Linked DNA regions of Sus scrofa: region 1 is linked to region 2. The links are chromatin contacts, called in public HiChIP or PLAC-seq maps. All regions are on one chromosome and are shown on one strand. The core of a region is the stretch at or near the end of the contact, and the rest is flanking DNA. Distances in the headings are between cores, read along the strand shown.

Region 1 (6,451 bases), core at 2,687-5,186, 62 kb after region 2:
TGAACCCTCGAACCTGACTGTAGCCTCAGGGACCCTGAGCCGCAATTTCCTCTCACCACAATCTCTCTAAAAGGGACTAGTAATCAAACACATATTTAGTCACTAGGCTAAGTACCTTACACCTGTTATCACGCCGCAGCCTTTGCCAGACCGTAAGAGGCAGGTAGCGGTCAGCGCTCCACAGTGAGTGGTTATTATGGGCTGGCGATGGCCCAGGAACCCCCGCCCGTACTAGGAAGGGATGCTTTCCCATGCCCAGGGAAGCGCACGAGGATCGGGCCCGTGCCTCAGACCACGCTGAGGCTCCCGGAGCGGGGTGGCGTGCCCAGGACCCCCACACAGCCCCCTCCCTCCATGGGTCCCCTTGCCCTGGCCACCCCGTCCCGCGGTCCCAGCCTACGTGACGACGGGGTCGTGGCAGGGCTGCAGAGAGAGGCAGCAGCAGTCAAAGTCCTTGACTGCATCCCGGCTCAGTCGAATGTTCTGGGTCCCGTAGCCTGAGGCCGCTGGGGGCAGAGACAGGCAGAGGGATGGAGACACGCCCTCTCTGAACCCGGAGAGAAAGGCTCAGAGAGGACGCGGAGGTGGGGGTGCTCGGAGAGACAGGCGGCCAAGACCTTGGCCTGGGGTCTGGGGGGTGGGGGGCAGGGGCTGCCCGACCCACAGGAAGGAGTTGGTCCCCAGGGGGTAAGTGACAGACAGGCCCTGTCCCTTGAGGCAGCTCGGGGTGCGGGGGGGGGCGGGGGGCACTGCATGGCCAAATCCCCTTGGGCCTCCTGGCTCTGTGACCAGGTTCAAGTGCCTGAGCCTCTCTGGGCCTGTGTCCCCCATGGACCGCAGAGATTCCCCCGTCAGTGGGAAGCCTTGGATGGGTTCAGCACAGGGGAGAGGGCTGTGGGCTCACGGGGGCTGTTACTCACACGGTCATGGCCTTCAGTCACATGGGCTGTTACTTACACGGCCATGGCCATCTGAGGGGGGAGATGCCCGCACGGAAACCACACCCGAAGGGGCAGAGTGACGCCGGGACTTGGAAGATCCAGGGGCCCGCCTCCCAAACCCGGTACCTGTGTCCTTCTTCTTCTCGTGGTAGGTGTAGACGGCCCCCGCCGTGCAGTTCTTGCCGTGCCGAGTCATCCCTGGGGGAGAGGGGCAGCTGCAGGGCCGTGGTGGCCGGAGGGAACCCACGCAGGGAGGACTGGACCTTTCTGGGCCCCCGATCTGATCTGATGGGAAAGCTGTGTGCAGGGCAGAGGAAGACAGATTTTTTCACATATTAGAAGGTTAAGCAATGCCTATGCCCTCCAAAAAAAACCAAAAAAAACAAAACAAAAAAAAGGAGTTCCCGTCGTGGCTCAGTGGTTAACGAATCCGCGATTAGGAACCACAAGGTTGCGGGTTTGATCCCTGGCCTCGCTCAGTGGGTTAAGGATCCGGCGTGGCCATGAGCTGTGGTGTAGGTCACAGATGCGGCTCAGATCTCGCGTTGCTGTGGCTGTGATGTAGGCCAGCGGCTATAGCTCCTATTCGACCCCTAGCCTGGGAACCTCCATGTGCTGTGGGAGCATCCCTAGAAAAGACAAAAAGACCAAAAAGAAGGCACTTGACCATGACAGTGAAAAAGACCTGAAGTTTGCCTGTGGACGTGGATGTCGGCAGGGGTACAGGGTACATGGCGTGAGTTACTATAAGGTGGTGGAAGGAGGGTTATATAGAATCTGATGGAAAGTTCTAGCACGAGACATGATAGGAGGCACTGGTAACACACTTAGGGAACGAAAGCGCCCGCTAAATGTTCAGGATGCGTGTGTGCTGTGTGTGCCTATGTGTTCGTTCAACCAAGGGTGCCTCGGTTCGCTTAGGTGCAACGTGCGTTAACACTCAAATTGTTCGCTAGCGTATCAATTGTGCTGAATAAATTCTGAGGTTTTTTTTTTTTTTTTTTCTTCTGCTTTTTAGGGCCACACCCGCAGCATGTGGAGGTTCCCAGGCTAGGGGTCAAATCCGAGCTACACCTGCCAGCCTATACCACAGCCATTACAAGATCTGAACCACATCTGTGACCTACACCACAACTCATGGCAACGTGGATCCTTAACCCACTGAGCAAGGCCAGGGATCAAACCCGCAACCTCATGGTTCCTAGTCAGGTTTGTTTCCGCTGTGCTATGACAGGAACTCCCAAATTCTGAGTTTTCAAAACAAGCATTAGAGCAGAACTCACCCTGGGTGGGACTCTGGCAAATCAACAAGAACAACCCAGCTACCCCAGTAGGGTAACGAGCAAAGGCCAGGAAGAGACGGTCTATAGGTCAAAGACAGGGGGATGGAGAGACACCTCCAACCCTCCCCACAGGGAAGCGGCGGTGGTGTCACTGCGCAGCTGTCACCGGGCTGGAGGGCGAAGCTCTGAGCTGGAGCAGACCAGGCTCGGGGCATCATCGGAACCATCAGGTGATGCTGCTGGTACTTGAGCGAGGTGGGTGCTGGTGATTCTACCCCTGGGTGGACGTGGCCCAAAGGCGTTCTCAGAGACACCCTCTAGGGAGCACGCATGGGGCGGTTACCATGATGTCACTTATACCGGAGGGGAGTCGAGGCAACTGGGTAGCCCGGCAGGTGAGATGCTGACCAGGTATGTACAAAGCATTGTGGGTGGAGCTCAAAAACATCATGCCAGAGTTCCCGCTGTGGCACGGTGGGTTAAGAACCCGACTGCTGGGAGTTCCTGCTGTGGCTCAGAAGAAACGAACCCAACTGGTATTCATGAGGATGCAGGTTCGATCCCTGGCCTCGCTCGGTGGGTTAAGGATCCAGCATTGACGTGAGTTGGTCGCAGATGCGGCTCAGATCCAGTGTTGCTGTGGCTGTGGTGTAGGCTGGCAGCGCAGCTCTGATTTGACCCCTAGGCTGGGAACATCTATATGTCTCAGGTGCGGGCCTAAAAAGCAAAAAAAAAGGATCCAACTGCTGGAGTTCCTGCTGTGGGGCAACAGGATTGCTGGCCTAACACAGTGGGTTAAAGGATCCAGCATTGCAGTATAGGTCGCAACTGTGGCTCCGTTCTGATCCCTGGCCCAGGAACTCCTGTGCCATGGGTTCAGCCATTAAAACAACAAAAAAAGATAAAAACACCATGCTGGGTGGAAAGAAGTGAGAAAAAAACAATCTACACATGCACAAAATGGGTACCTTTTAGACACCTGCAAACAAAAGGATCACGTTTACAAGAATGGTTGTCTACGGGAGTTCCCACTGTGGTGCATCAGGTTAAGGATTCCACATGGTTTCTGCGGGGTCTCAGGCTCGATCCCCAGCCCAGTGCAGCGGGTTAAAGATCCGGCGTTGCAGAGTAGGTTGCAGCTGCTGCTAGGATTCCTTCCCTGGCCTGGGAACTTCCGTGTGCTGCGCGTGTGGCTCCCACCAAAAAGTGGTTGTCTATGTAGGGGAGGGACTGGCTCGGGGATAAACAAGAAGAAATCGGTGAGACAAGGAGGATGGGGTTACGGATCAACATGCAGGATTAAGCCGTGAGACCTTGCGCCTGGGCTCGAGTCCAAGTTGGCCCCATTCTTGCTGTGGCTCTGGACTGCTGAATTCCCCTCTGAGCCCTTTGCTAAGAAGTGGGGGGAACCACGGGATCTAGCTGACCCCACTGGATTGCTGTGTGGACTAAATGAGGTCATACTTAGAGCACGCAGAACGGGCAGGGATGTTTCTCCCCAGCTCTGTGGCTGCAGAGGAGGCTCCAGAAATGGGGGAGCGGGGGAGCACAACCAGGGGCCCCCAGATGTCAGAAGCCAACTTCATCTCCATTTCCCCTTTGGGGACGCTTTCAGAAACCCGCCTTTCACATTCAAAACTTTGAGCTATGGACCTCGCTCTCCCCCTACTGGCGCCTTCCTCCCGGAAGCCAGTTTTTGCATTGGAGGTGCGGACACAGAATAGATGCAGGCCCTCAGGACGGAGCTTGACACGTTCTGAAAACTGTCTACACCCCCCTAACTACTGCCCCGGTGGAGACCTGGACCACTTCCATCACCCCTGTGGCGGCCGCTGTGCTGCTTGCAGAAGAAGCTAACCGTGCTGAAACACCCCAACTCGACCCACGGCCCCTCCTCCAGCTTCCCCTCGGACCCCAAGCTTTGGAGCAGGTGTCCAGCACCTGCTGCCTGCCCCCCCCCGCCCTGCCCCCCACTCCCGTTTCCGCCCCAGCCCCACCCCCAAGGGTCACATTCACCTCCTGGGGGACAAATTCCCTGCTCTATTCTTAGTTGTCAACTGCTTTGACCCTCTGCGGTATTTGGCACTGGGCTGCTGGTCTGGTGGCCAAGCTCTCTGGCTTCGCCGACCAGGACACTTTCCCTCCGAGAGCGAGCCTTTCTTTGCTTGGCCAGGAGGTCGTGGGAAGAATCACAAGGGATGCTGCCGGCCCCCTGACCGAGGGCCACCTCGCCGCATCCCCATCTCATCCATCATCCAACCTCAGCCACCCTCTGAGGTCGAGCCCATTGCCATCCCCACCGTGCGGAGGGGCAAACTGAGGCACAGAAGTGAAGCCACGTGCCTAGGCCAGTGGTTCCCTAGGATACTTTCAGGGAGCCCGCAGAACTACTCCCATGACGCTGAAACGTGTCTGCCTTTGCTCTTCTTGTTCTCTCCCGAGTGTACAGGGGAGTTTTCCAGAGGCAGTGTGACATCTGCTTGGACATCCTTGGGTTTAAAGGTCTCTGTTACATTACATGGTGGAGGGGAGACACCAGGTACAAAAGGCCGTGTGTTTTTTTTGTTGGTGGTGTTTTTTTTTTTTTTTTTTTTAGGGCCACACCCACAGCATACGGAGGTTCCCGGGCTAGGGGTCGAATCGGAGCTGGCCTACACCACAGCCTCAGCAACACCAGATCCAAGCCATGTCTGCAACCTACACCACAGCTCATGGCCACACCGGATTCTTCACCCACGGAGCGAGGCCAGGGATGGAACCTGCAATGTCATGGTTCCTAGTTGGATTCATCTCTGCTGCGCCACAATGGAAACTCCTGTTCTTGATTCCATTTATATAAAAGGTCCAGGAATTTCCATCGTGGCTCCGCAGAAACGAATGTGACTAGTTTCCATGAGAACACAGGTTCAAATCCTGGCCTCGCTCACTGGGTTAAGGATCCAACATTACTGTGAGCTGGGGTGTAGGTCGAAGATGTGGCTCGGATCTGGCATTGCTGTGGCTGTGGTGTAAGCTGGCAGCTGCAGCTCCAATTCAACCCCCGGCCTGGGAACTGCCATATGCCCCAAGTGCGGCCCTAAAAAGACAGAAAAAATTAAATAAATAAAAGGTCCAGAATGAGCTGATCCATTGACACAGAAAGCAGACTGGTGGTTGCCACAGGGCTGGAGAAGGGGGAACTGAGGGGGCATGATGTATGTGTGAGTATGATTACTAAGGGGTATGGGACTTCTTTCTGCAGTGATAGACAATGTCCTGAAATCAGCAAGTGGCGATGGTTGCAAAAATAGTGATTATATGAACCTGCTAAATTGTACACTTTTAGGAGAAAATTTTTCCTTTTGGCCATGCCCTTGGAATGTGGAAGTTCCCGAGCTAGGGACTGAACCTGCGCCACAACAGTGACAATGCCAGATCCTTAACCCACTAAATAGTATACTTTTTTTTTTTTTTTGCTTTTTTTTTTAAGGCTTCACCTGTGGCATGTGGAGGTTCCCAGGCTAGGGGTCCAACTGGAGCTACAGCTGCCCGCCTACACCACAGCCACAGCAACTCAGAATCCAAGCTGCGTCTTCCACCTATACCACAGCTCACGGCAACACTGGATCCTAACCCATGGAGCTATGCCAGGGATCGAACCCACCTCCTCGTAGTTCCTAGATGGATTCCTTTCCACTGTGCCACGAGGGGAACTCCCTAAATACTGTACTTTATTTATTTTTTGTCTTTTTGTCTTTTTAGGGCTGCACCTGCAGCATATGGAGGTTCCCAGGCTAGGGGTCTAATCGGAGCTGTAGCCACCATCCTACACCACAGCCACAACAACCCCAGATCCGAACTGTGTCTGCGACCTACACCACAGCTCACGGCAATGCCAGATCCTGAAGCCACTGAGCGAGGCCAGGGATTGAACCCATGGAGTCCTCATGGATACGAGTTAGATTTGTTTCCGTTGAGCCATGTCGGGAACTCCCCCAACAAAATCTAGATAGAACTTCCGTGAACAATAGCTCTTTGGGGTCCCTAATGATGTTTAAGTTCCTGAAGCCAAAAAGTTTGAGAACCGCTGACCAGGGCTGACCAGGGTTGGCGGGTTTTCAGCAGAAGCTGAGCTTTCGTCCAGGGCGCGGCACCGCATCCTCGGTGAGGCCAATTTCAAAAAAAAACAAAAAAACAGATCTACTACCATCTGGTGTCACTTGACATTTCAGAAGGGACACAGCCAAA
Region 2 (6,614 bases), core at 75-2,574:
TGTGAATGGAGCTGTTTGGGGCCCCGAGTCTGTGCTGAGCCCTGAGCATGGGCCTTCTTCTCCTCTGACCGTGGAGCCTCAGACAGCCCACGAGTCATCTACCATCCCGTTTTACAGAGGAAGACGCCGAGGCCCAGAGAGAGGAGTCACCTGCCAGAGGACACAGAGCGGAACTTGGAGGAAATCAGTTAGAGACTGGTCCCTTCCTTGGCCACGCTGCCCCTGTTACTGTCTCCCCAGGATGGAGGCAACGCCAGCACCCGACCCCGGCCCCACCTTCCCCCCTCTGTACAAAGCCCTTAGCCCCAGGAAACTGTATATAAATCATTCTTTTCTGCCAGCTCTAGCCTGGCCTGTCTGTGAGGGGACAGGGTGTGGATGGCGCAGTTTGGGTTTGGGTGTTGGTTTTGCAGTTAAGGCAACGTTTCATTCAGGACCTACTTTCTGAGGTTCCTGGGGGCCCAGAGGTTGGGACCAGCCCTCTCAGGGTTCCTGGTCCCTGGAGAGGACAGGGACACAGAGGGCCCTGAGTACAGGATTACACACGCTCTAATGGAAGCGGTATAGGCAACTGTGGGAGCCCAGAGAAGGGACCTGAGCCAGCCTGAGCTATCATGGAGGCTCTCTGGAGCAAAGAACTCAGGCCGCATCTTAGAAGGTGGGGTGGAGGGGAGGCCATCCCAGCCGAGTGGCACAGCCAAAGCAAAAGCTTTGTCCAGAGAGTCCGAAGCTCATTGTGGGGCACTCAGGCATCCAGAAGTCATGCCTTCAAACATGAGACCTCATCGGGAAGATTAGCTCCATCTGCTTGACACATGGGGACGCTGAGGCCCAGATACGGCCAGGGATTTGGCCAGGTCGCAAGGAAGCCAAACAGGCACCGGAATCCAGATCTCTAAGCCTAGACTGAGAGCTGCCACCACGCGCCCAGCAGCCAGTCATTGCTCTAGGGAGTAACTGCCTCTCTCCTCCCGCCTTCCCGGCGCTCGCCTCCAGCCCTGGGCCCACCCCGCTTTCTGCAAACCCCGCGGGCAGCTCGCGCGAGGATTGCTAGCCCCTCAGAAATACCGGGGCGGAGGCTGGAGGGCCCCGCCCCAGCAGGGCCGCCCCCTACCCCAATGCGATCTCTCCCGGTATAGCCGTGGACGCCCAGGTCGGATGGGAACGACACTGATTGGTCAGCCAGAAGAAGACCCGCCTTGCAGTGGGGCCTTTCTGCGCACGCGCTCGACACTCTGGCCAATGAAAAGACGGGAAACGGCCTTTGTTGCGTCACTTCTTCCGCCCCTGTTTCAAGGGATAAGAAACCCTGCGCCAAGAGTTCCTTCTTTCCCAGGCAGCTGCCGAAGATGGCGGAGGGGCAGGTATCGGCTCCGCGCGGGCTGGGGCGGCGTGGGGTCGGGGTCGTGCAGGTCGGGCCGAGGTTGGACCTCTTTTCCCCCGCAAGTGTGCTGTGGAAGGAATTTAGGATCGATAACTGACCAAAACAGAAAGCCATTAGGGTAAGAGGAGTCCAAAACGGCTATTTAAGATGGCTTTTGCGTTCTGGGCTGGCCAGGATGCGGCGTCGTTCTTCCCTTGAGGAGCCGTGTTAGGGCCTTCAGCACAAGAAAGGATACTTAAAAACTAGGTCTCGTTTACCTTGTTCTTGGCCCAAGTAGACCCTTGTGTCCCCAGCGCTGGGGAAGCACGCGGAAGGCCGCCCCGCGGCGGCAGAGGATTGGCCAAAATGGAGGGTACTTAGGCCCGGCCAGAGCCGTGGGTTCCTTCGGCCTCCTGGGTTCTTCCCCAACTGTGGGTATTTTGGCAGGAAATCTTTTGCAGTGGATTGAGAAAACTGCCTACAGGGCATGCGGGAGCCAACTGGTTTTTGTCCCTCTGCTTCGGGGTTGATGGAGTCCTGCTGGTGCTGAGGACTGGGATGGAATGTTCTACCGCTCTCCACATCTTTTGCCCTTAAGCACCTGGAGGCCCTCAAGGAAGGCAGCAGCAGCCGTGCTCTGACTGCCTGATTTCTTTGTGTGACTTCTTGGATAATAAAAGGAGGATGGTTCTGGAGGGGGTCTGCACGTGATGGGTCTATGGTTAGGGAGGGAAAACCAAGTTTGGAGCCAGGCATATGATAGGGTTCTCAGAACATGCGTCCCGGCTTTTACGGTGTCTGGCACAGCTTGCGTTATGTTTTGTGTAATTCGTTTAATTTATCGCAGTGTTCCTGAGGCTGGTATTGGAGATTGGAGGGTTCTGATTGATCAAAGTCACATTGGCAGGGAATCTGGCTTTAGCGTCGGTAGCCTTTTACGCTGCTTTTCAACAATCCCAACTTGTATAGCAAGCACCTGATACGGGGACTTTGACTCTTGACAAGCCATGGATTAAGCAGTTGACCAGTTCACACTCGGAGACACAGGGCCAGCATGGGTTTTTTTGTCTCGCATCACCCACCCTGAACCTTGGTTTTCTTCGCTTTGACATTCATGCAGCAACCCTTTGAGATAGGGACGGGATGGGATTCTGTCAAGATTTTACAGCTTGCATCCAGGTCCCACGTTCTCCCTGGATGCTCAGTGTGGCCACGGTTGGTTCGCATTGTAGTTTCTTTTACCATCAAACGTAATCTGAGTACAGAAATTCCTGCCAATTGAGCAAGCTGGAGGGGAACTCTTTGGTATCTTAGCTCACTCACCAGGATCCTGAGTTAGTTGTTGACCTTCTTGGCCTCATCTGTAAAGGGAACCTTGGGTCTCATGCCAGCTTAGCAGGCACCCTGGGAAGCGGGTGAAATGAACACGTAGGAAGGAATGATGGAGGTGGGGGTGTCAAGGCAGGCTGTGGGCGCCTCTGAGCCCTCTCATCCTATCTCCAGCAGGTGCTGGTGCTCGATGGCCGAGGCCATCTCCTGGGCCGCCTGGCGGCCATTGTGGCCAAGCAGGTACTTCTGGGTAAGTCTGCCCTTGGTCCACAGCTCCCCTGGATCTGAGCTCCAAGGTCAGTGATGAGCAACAATCACCATCTTTCGTTTGAGTCTCACGACCATGAGATCAACCCCATGCACCGCTCTGAGACCTGCCAGCCGCCTCCCCTCCCGGGTTGGGGGCTCTGCGTTCAGACATTTTTCTGTGGGTCCAACAGATTGAACGTTCTGCCGAGTAGTGCTCTGTGACTGGGCAGGAGACTTCCCCGCCTGCCCTGTGCACTGTGGCCAGTTTCAGGCAGGAAGGGGTCTCCTTTCTTTCAGGGTCCTGGGTAACAGGCGGGTCCTTAACCTTTCCCCTCCTTGACGCCTGGTTTTCCATTCACTCTAGGCCGGAAGGTGGTGGTTGTGCGCTGTGAGGGCATCAACATTTCTGGCAATTTTTACAGAAACAAACGTAAGTTAGGGCCTGCAAAGAGGGCTGGAGAGGGTTGGGCTGTGGGCTTCTCAGGCTTCACTGGCTCCAAAAGTAGTCCCGTTGGCAGTTGATCCAAACAGGCCCGGTACTAATGGTTGTGCCCTGGGGGGACTTGGCGTCCGGCGTCCGACTGCAACTTAGACATGCTCCTCTCTGACAGTGAAGTACCTGGCCTTCCTCCGCAAGCGCATGAATACCAACCCGTCCCGAGGCCCCTACCACTTCCGAGCCCCCAGCCGCATCTTCTGGCGGACGGTGCGAGGTGAGCTGGGCCTGAGGGTGGGGGGGTGACAGGGCAGGTGGCCAGTGATGACTTTCCCACTTGTGTTCGAGCTTCTGGCCATGATATGACTTGGACATGCACTACCATCTGAGGCCACCCACCTGCCTGCCTGCCCACCTCGCTGCGGCAGGGTCCTCGCACGGCCCGCTGAGCAGGCCCGCTGTCCTCTGCCCCCAGGCATGCTGCCCCATAAGACCAAGCGAGGGCAGGCCGCCCTGGACCGTCTCAAGGTGTTCGATGGGATCCCGCCACCCTATGACAAGGTGAGCGAGGCCCAGCTCCCGCAGCAGCAGCAGCCGTGGCTCCAGCGTCCGTGATGTTCCGCGATTACCTACATTGTTTGATCCTCATGAAAACAGCACTGGCTGAGACGCCCGCCCTCGCCAGCCTTCCTCCCTGTCTGTCCCTCACACCAGGTCCCTTAAGCCCCTCTCCTTCTCTAACAGAAAAAGCGCATGGTGGTGCCTGCCGCCCTCAAGGTGGTGCGTCTGAAGCCTACGCGGAAGGTGAGTTCTCTGGTCCTGCTGAGTGACAGCTTGGGCACCTGGGTGTCGTGTGGGGTGTGCCCGCCAGGGCCTAAGACTGGCAGATGATGGCTTTTTCTCACGATGGTCTGCGGATGCCACGGTGCCGATACTGCCAATGGCTCAGCTGATGCCAGGAGGAGCGGGGAGCCCTGGGGGGTTGAGCTGAGGCCTCTCCCCAATCCCTCCCTGGTTATCCTGGTCTCCTCCTACAGCTTTGCTCCCCCTTCCCCTCCCCTCAGTTCGCCTACCTGGGACGCCTGGCTCATGAGGTTGGCTGGAAGTACCAGGCAGTTACAGCCACCCTGGAGGAGAAGAGGAAGGAGAAGGCCAAGATCCATTACCGCAAGAAGAAGCAGCTCATGGTGAGGGCACGGGGCTGGAGCAGGAGGGGCGTCACGTTCCCAGCAGGATCAGGCAGCTAGAAAAAGTGGGCTCTGTGCCCTTGGAAGGCTCTGCCCACCACCAGTGGGGTGGGAGGCTCTGGAAAGTGAGATTGGGCTCTGGGGGTTGGGGGTGTCCCAGGGAGCAGCTGCTGATGGTGTCATTCGCTCCACAGAGGCTGCGGAAGCAGGCGGAAAAGAACGTAGAGAAGAAGATCGACAGGTTCACGGAGGTCCTCAAGACCCATGGATTCCTAGTCTGAGCACAATAAAATTGACTGTTTATTCTTCATGCGTCGCCTGGCCTGCCCTTCCTCCATCGCCACCCTAGGATGTGGGGGACCTCCAGGGGCCACGGGCAGCCTGGAGCTTAGGAGCCTGGGTGTAGCCAAGGGGCCTTGTTTACTGCTGGTCGAGAAAGGCCTTTCTAGAAGTACAGGGCCGAGGGCTGTGCAGGTGCAGTGTTGTTGGCAGGAGTGAACCAAGAGGAAGGGCCTCCACTTGTGCCCAGGGCATCTGTTAAACCTTCCGGCGGGCGGATACCATACTCTGCAGCTGTTAGGGGGTGAGAGGCTGCCTGGCCAGGCAGCGTGAGTCGGGGGCTCTTGCGCAAAGGTGCTGTGGAAACAGGTGCAGCCAAAGGGTCACAGGGCATCTCCCCTATACATTGTGATCCCGAACTAATAAATTATTTTTGAAGGACTTCGGCGTCTTTGCAGTGTGTGTCTGCTGTGGAGGCAGGCCCCAGGGAGCAAAGCCCTTGGCAGGGAGGGGAAGGCAGAAGAATGAAGCTGGCTGTGCTCTTCCCACGAATGGGGGATTAGAACCTGCCCTCCCTGGAAGGTGGTCTTGGCAGAGACGGTCCTTGCCAAGGAATTTGACTGGCCTGCGGGATTGGTATTTCTCAGAAATGGCCTGCGTGGCTGGCCTCTTGTGGCCCAGCTTGCATGCACTTGTCTCCCCAATTCAGCTGCAAAGTATGGCGTTGCCAACCTTCCAGACCAGTCCCTCCTGGGCCATGGCCTCTTCAGGTTTTGTGCTGGGCTGTGAGGAAACCTGCACAGGAGACACTCGAAGGCCTGTTGGGCATTAGAGAAAATGGAATTTCTGAAGTTCTGGTGCTTCGTGAGAATGAGACATGGCCTGTTGGATCTGCCTGGGCAAGGGTTAGAGGGCACACAGCCCCTGACACCTTTCAACACTTGCCCATGTGAGTCCCAACCCCATTTCACTTAGATGTCGGCCTTGAGAGGATGATAGATCCAGCTTGACCAAGGCTGGTTGAAACAGGTGGGCAGTACTTGGTAGTTGAGTATAATTTTATTGTATGTATTTTACTGTAGATCACAAAACAGGTTATAATACAACTTCCATCTAACAAAGTTGCTGTTCTGTTCATGTCCAGAATATCCAAAAGACCCCGTTGGATTGCATTTCATAAGCAGCTGGTGTCCCTACTCTTCATGGACCCCCCACTTTCCAGTGGAGCTGCCTCCAGAAATGACAGAAAAACCAGTTTTAACTCCTAGGGTTTGTTTTATTTTGGGGGGATTTTTATTTTGCAGCACCCATTGCCTATGGCCTGGGATCAAACCCCCACAGCAGGGAAGTATCAGCTGCTTATCCCTTAAAAATAAATTTGGTTTGAAAGTACAAAATTTTTTAACACTTCCCACTCATTCATCCAGTGAAAATCTGTCTAGTATCCACAAAGACACGGGTTCAATCCCTGGCCTTAGTGGGTTAAGGATCTTCTGTTGCAGTAGGCTGTGGTGTACGTCATAGACGCAGCTCAGATCTGGCGTTGGCTGTGGCTGTGGTGTAGGCTGATGGCTGTAGCTCTAATTCTACCCCTAGCCTGGGAACCTCCATGTGCTCAGGTGCGGCCCTAAAGAAAAAAGTGCTCTTAGAGAAGACAGGGTGCATAATGTGTATTTGTTGTACGCCTTACATATATATGTACACACACATATAGTATATGTATCTATTATATATACATAATAGACAGTGTCTTTTACATTGTAATGACTTC

The links. HiChIP or PLAC-seq counts read pairs in DNA pulled down with a chosen protein or histone mark.
Region 1: an H3K27ac HiChIP or PLAC-seq map of skeletal muscle shows a contact between it and region 2. The contact joins the enhancer-like site here to the promoter of RPL13A in region 2. A contact is called at or near these places in 4 of 5 promoter capture datasets (fetal liver, fetal skeletal muscle and liver), 29 of 47 Hi-C or Micro-C datasets (adipose tissue, alveolar macrophages, blood and 13 more) and 2 of 2 datasets of contacts at active chromatin or transcription factors (alveolar macrophages and skeletal muscle).

The regions. Positions count from the first base shown.
Region 1 is chr6:54,623,100-54,629,550 of Sscrofa11.1, forward strand. It overlaps NOSIP (nitric oxide synthase-interacting protein), which reads right to left. Exons shown (of 9, transcript XM_003127327.5): 2 at 1,068-1,238; 3 at 401-506. The coding sequence starts at 1,137. Among named protein-coding and RNA genes, the nearest start is that of PRRG2, 9.7 kb to the right of the region's middle. Within about 2 kb of position 3,937, at least 12 of the 83 cell types and tissues checked have an H3K27ac peak or open chromatin away from gene starts, as enhancers often do. A contact at or near this core is called in fetal skeletal muscle and skeletal muscle, where this site is marked.
Region 2 is chr6:54,563,469-54,570,082 of Sscrofa11.1, forward strand. It overlaps RPL13A (ribosomal protein L13a), which reads left to right and starts at 1,325. Exons shown (of 8, transcript NM_001244069.1): 1 at 1,325-1,364; 2 at 2,870-2,942; 3 at 3,306-3,371; 4 at 3,553-3,654; 5 at 3,853-3,938; 6 at 4,122-4,181; 7 at 4,442-4,564; 8 at 4,759-5,284. The coding sequence starts at 1,350. The coding sequence ends at 4,845.